2 separate regions of the Zea mays genome follow, and region 2 is linked to region 1. Evidence: chromatin contacts called from public Hi-C data. All regions are on one chromosome and are shown on one strand. The core of a region is the stretch at or near the end of the contact, and the rest is flanking DNA. Distances in the headings are between cores, read along the strand shown.

What was found. A called contact is a pair of places that touch in the nucleus more often than the background predicts.
Region 2: a Hi-C map of leaf shows a contact between it and region 1, with 2.6 times the contacts expected there. The contact joins the promoter of LOC100383467 here to the enhancer-like site in region 1. A contact is called at or near these places in 9 of 25 Hi-C or Micro-C datasets (bundle sheath, ear, endosperm and 2 more).

Annotation. Positions count from the first base shown.
Region 1 is chr8:40,832,602-40,835,382 of Zm-B73-REFERENCE-NAM-5.0, forward strand. No RefSeq gene overlaps it. Among protein-coding and RNA genes, the nearest start is that of LOC103635109, 8.4 kb to the right of the region's middle. Within about 2 kb of position 1,325, at least 12 of the 20 cell types and tissues checked have an H3K27ac peak or open chromatin away from gene starts, as enhancers often do. A contact at or near this core is called in bundle sheath, endosperm and leaf, where this site is marked.
Region 2 is chr8:41,008,375-41,011,186 of Zm-B73-REFERENCE-NAM-5.0, forward strand. LOC100383467 (Alkaline/neutral invertase A mitochondrial) reads left to right here and starts at 1,344. Exons shown (of 6, transcript NM_001176115.1): 1 at 1,344-2,157. The coding sequence starts at 1,519.

The DNA of each region.
Region 1 (2,781 bases), core at 75-2,574:
GAGGCTTGGATGTTTTGAAAACACTGCAAAGATCATGTTTAGTGAACCAATGCTAGTATACAACTTGTCCTCATACAATTTTTTTAAGCTCGCCTCTAGCATCAGGCAGGTGCCAAGGCTTATCTCTTGGAGGTGGTTGTGATATACTCCTGTCCGTCCTAAACTAAAATTTATTTTAGCTAATAAATAGGTTTGTACCATGATTGATATATGTATTTTATATATGTGTGAAGATCCATCGTTATCTATTTTAATATAGACATAAACATAAAGGCAAAATTGTACTATTTTGGAACAGAGGATGTAGGTGTTTAGTAATTTGTTTGGTCAGGTTGTTTTTTTTTTGTTTATCTTAGAATCGGATGTAACTAAAGTCCTTCCATGTGGGTGCATTTGAGTGTGTTCTATACTACCATGTTCTTAAGTGATAGACATGTCTCATGCATATTCAAGAAAAAAATACCGGAAAAGCAGAGGCGAAGAATACATGGCACACTTTATGTTGTTAAAATAGTATTGATATATATCCCCACACCGCGCAAGGATTAACTGATAGCTCTGGCGTATACTGCTATTGGAACTTTAACAAAAACTTCCTTTATAAAAAACCAAATTACAGATAACATGATAATGCATTTTTATTTTTTTCCAACTTGTCTAGTTTCATCCCTTGCAAAGCCTTCTTGTCGTAGTAGAACTAAGGATGAGCGAGCAGCTTGTACTTTAGTTGAAAGTGCAGTTTGGTAGGGTGATTAGTAGTTTTTTTTTGGTCCCTCTGTCTGACTGCCTTTTGGGCAGCGTCAGGCATGACGTTAGCCAGAGCTTAGATCGTTTGCATTGGTCAGGCTCAGGCGTCCCAATTTCTATCAACATATTCTAGATTCTTTGACCGCACAATTATTCTACACCTTTTCATAGAAGTAACTGCAACATCTCGTGAACGCCATGTAGGACGACGAATCGAAATGATCAAACTGAACGAATGGTTCGTCTATTTCCAAGACAAATTAAGTCAAAATTACCGAGGAATTACTCTGATTCGCAAAAGCCACATATCTATTAGCGAGTGGCATACCACCATTTCTTTAGACACGAACGATCCCTCTCGCGGTCGCAATTGCAACACGGGGATTTTGGGATTTTTCGCACACCTGGGTTGTCTCTGACAGCGACGCAATTTTCTCTCCTGGAGGATGTGTGCGAAACCTGCAAAAAAAAGTTCAGAAATTCATTAACGAACAGCGACGATCACACGGTTCTTAGCCATGTCGCTGCGTCCACAGCGTTCTGCGGAAATATATATAGACTGCAATTGTTTCCTCGCCACATAGTTTTGAGCCGCGACATTATTTATCGGCATCGGCACAGGACGGTGACCATTGCTCCAACCATGAGCCATGGACGGTGGAGAGACACTAAAAACGGTTCCCGAAGCATAATAGATAACTAAGAAACTCTATTATATAATAAAGTGTTTATAAACATAATTTATTAATAAATACAAAAGTAAATACATTTATACAACATCAGATATAACAGATCATAAATTCGTATGGTGGGAAGTGAGCATCTGTTGCTACTTAGGTTATAAGCTAGATACGTCTCTTAATAAAGAGACAGTTATATGATTTTTTTTATAAATGACCCTTTTAAATACCTAAATAGCCTCTATATTAAACATCATAGCTAACAGGAGCGACAAAGTTAGCGTCGCGGAGAAAAACGTCACATGGTCACAGGGCCCACAAAGCACGCTGGAAAAAGCGTCCTAAAAGCCGGCCACGTCATCTTATAAATTAAACATTATCCACTCAAGGTAAGATTCTCATCGAGCGCTTTATTTTTGGCGTCCACTGACCGGGCAGCAAATCTCTTGGCTGGAAATTGCTGGTACCAGCTAAATGAAAAGGGTACCTAGGTACAATACACGCCGCCACGTCAACCCCCAAGCCTTATCTCCTTCAAATTCTATCCCCGTTTCTTCTTGACCGCCCATTGTCCCTACCTTGCTCTAGTGTTTGAGATTCAGCAACATCAATATAGTAAGAAAAGTGCCTTCAGATTATAAGGTAATCTGTTTATTTTAGCTCTAGATTATATAATCTACATTATATATAAGATTAAATAATCTGAATTACGTAGTATAGATTAAATAATCTGGATATAACTATTTGGTAACTCGGTTTAGAGCTGCAACAATATGCCTTATAAAGTGCCCTAAAAGGTAAAAATTGTTGTATTTTATAAAATTTACGACACCAACAAAAAAAGCTAAGCTGCAACAGTAAAACCTCGAATCAAGTGATTAACCAAAATCTATTAATCTACTCCGTTCATTTGGAAAAGAAAGTTTCGTGAAGTGAACATCGTTTGGGTAGTCTAATAAGGTGCAATATATTTGTGACACTTTAGGAGGTGACCTATATTTTTTGACAAATTTTTATAAAATAGAACACTGATTGTGCATTTTTTTTTTAATTTGAGCTATATAATTTAATTTGGAGCAATGAGATAAGTCACTGTTAGAGATGCTCTTATTGTCTTTGAAGATTGATTTTAGTCGTAGGTCTTTTCTATACAGTGATGTGCTCTCATCTCCTCTATCATTTCGCACACTTAAGGGGTGTTTGGTTTCTATAGAGTAATTTTTATTCACTCTATTTATTCTTTTAGCCCCCAAATTACTAAATATATTTGTATTTGTTAATGTAGAGATTAAAATTAAATAAAATTTAGATATTAAAACTAAAAATTAGTCCATAAAAATCAAACACCCCTAAA
Region 2 (2,812 bases), core at 94-2,593, 180 kb after region 1:
TTTTGGTTTGCTTCAGCTTACCGAAAAGGCAAGGGCATGTGTTGAGCACCATATTTGGCACCTAAGCATGGCTAGACGGTCCGTGATTAGATTAGCTCTCGGGGGAAAGTCCCTTTCCCACGTGTGCTTATCCGCTAATCATGCGAGAACATGTTGGGAAGCCCCTAGAAAGGGGTACATCCGATTGAAGGGATCCCAATCGCATCTTTCAACACAATCTACCTTATTTACTTTGTTCTTCATTGTATTAGGAGTAGAAGTAATTTAGACCAAGTTTAGCTTTCCTCCAACCATATTCTTCATCCCTCTTTGACTCTACGCCGTCTAGGGACACGCCCTGGGTACGTTTTGGAACTTCTTTCCCGACGGGGTCATTCCCGGGAGGCGAGTTCTAGGGCTTCTGTGGAGGAAGAAAACTCTACGCTATGGTAGACCGTCTGTGCCCTATGCTCGGACCGTTCGGAGTGACGCAGAGTGGAACCGCTCTTGCAGCGAGCTCGTAGACCTTCCGGTCCTAGACCACGGATCGTCCGTGCTCCCGTAGAGAGCACCATTTAAAACATCACGTACCAAAAAATATAGAATATGTATTGATAGTGTATTTAACTATCTTCATGGTCTGTCTACCTGATATAATTATGAGATAGAGAGGGATTAATCACATTTGTAAATTTTATATTATACACAATGAAAATCTAAAATTAGAGTTTGAATTTCTAAACATCAGAAAAACACATTACACGAACACGATTCACACGCAATTTCACCCATCCCTAAAACCCAAAGATAAGACCCTCTCTAGCAACGTTCTCTATATACATCATCTATAACCGTCCTTTACAGTCTTCTATAAAAGATTTCATCTCCTATATCTACTTTCTCTCCAACAACGTCCTCTAAATCACGTCCTCTATATGTAAATATCTATATTAAAAACATTTTTAATTTTTTAATTTTTTTACATACGCATTTGTCATACTCTCAAATATATTGTACATATTTTAGTTTTATTAAACCGGTTGTTTAAAGTATTCAAATAAATAGAGAACCGTTTAGAGAAACTCTACATATAGAGGATCCAGCAGCGTTCTCTAAATTTAGAGGACCGTTTAGAGGACGTTGCTGGAGTGAGTAGACGACGTCCTTGTCCTCTAAATTTAGGGTATAGTACCCTTTAGAGCTCCTTGTTGGAGTTAATGACCTCAACCTTTTCCACGTTTAGCGAACGGGCATGTGGCAAAAAACTTCAGAAACGTTTCCTTTAAATCCAGGGTGGACCCCACAAACAACCGCCCGATCTTTATAAAAAGCCTGCCCCCTCCCAGCTCTCCTGTGCGTTGTCCGTTGTATCCCCACCAAACCCAAACCGAACCGTTCTTTGCACTTTCGCATTCGCAGATCGAACCCTCTTCGACCAAATATTTGACACAAGTTACCTTTGCCTGTATTGCTTTCTTGCGCGTAGCCCCCTGAAGCTATCTCCGACGCGCGCCCGTGTCCTTCGCCGGAGCTTGCCATATGAATGGTCAAACCCCGATGGGGCTCGCCGCAGCAGCAGCCGCAGCAGTGAGGCCGTGCCGCCGCCGCCTCCTCTCGTCCGCCTCCGCTGCCGCGGCGTCAAAGACGGCGGCGCGCACCGCGACCCCGCTATTTCCCAGATTGCCCCACCCGCACCACCCCCCGTACGGCCGGCGCCTCCCCTTCCTCGTCTCCGCGGCGTCGCAGTCGCAGGCCTCGCAGACCGGCCCGGACACCCATGTACTGGTCCCCGTCCCCTCCGACCCCCGCGCCGCCGTTTCAGGCAACCTCCCTTTCTTCGACCGCGTCCTCTTCCCGGACTCGTTCCCGCTTGAGACCCCGCCTGTCAAGGAGGAGGACGCGGCGGCGGCACAGACCGATGAGGCGGTCGCGCCGGCCGCGCCCTTGAGGCAGGAGACGGAGACGGAGAGGGAAGCGTGGAGGCTGCTGCGGAGGGCGGTCGTTAGCTACTGCGGCGAGCCCGTGGGGACGGTGGCGGCAGAGGACCCCGAGTGCACGGAGACGCTCAACTACGACCAGGTCTTCATCAGAGACTTCGTGCCCTCCGCGCTCGCCTTCCTCATGCGCGGCGAGACCGAGATCGTCCGCAACTTCCTCCTCCACACCCTGCAGCTTCAGGTGAGCTAATCCCGATCTGCTTAGTAACTCGTTCTCTGGTCAAAATTTGAAATTCCTGAAGAAGTGAATGCTAGCTGAATATTAATTGCTTAGTAGTGTTAATGGAGTGTACGCGAGTTTTTTTTTCGTGAGTTGTGGAAATAGACACCGAAGTCTGGATCACTATTTGAGGATTTCTTTTTCTATTACCATTTTCTGTCGTTTATTTCTCTGGATAAGTGAAAAGTGTCATCGTTTTACTGAATGCGTACCAGTTTGTGGTTATTTAGGTCTGAGATGAGCTATTTCTTTTCTTGTGGAAATTAGTGATAAGATTTAAGTTTTGCCGTATAATTATGTTGCTCTCGTATAAAAGTGCCATGAAGTAGACACGGTCTAAGCTGGCTCGAACAAGAGCATGTAAAGGCTCCTCTGCCCTAAATTTAGTGGAGATTTCCCCTATCTCCTCCAGCAACGTCCTCTAGAGCATCCTTTGAATTTAGAGGATGTTCCTACGTCATATTCTCTCTTCTCTATTATTTTAAAACTTTAAATAAAAAATTAAGAAAAACTAAAATATGTATAAAATATTTCAGGGTATGACAAATACATACAAAAGTTAATGTAAAATATCTCTAATATAGGTATTTATATATAGAGGACGCTACTAGAGAGG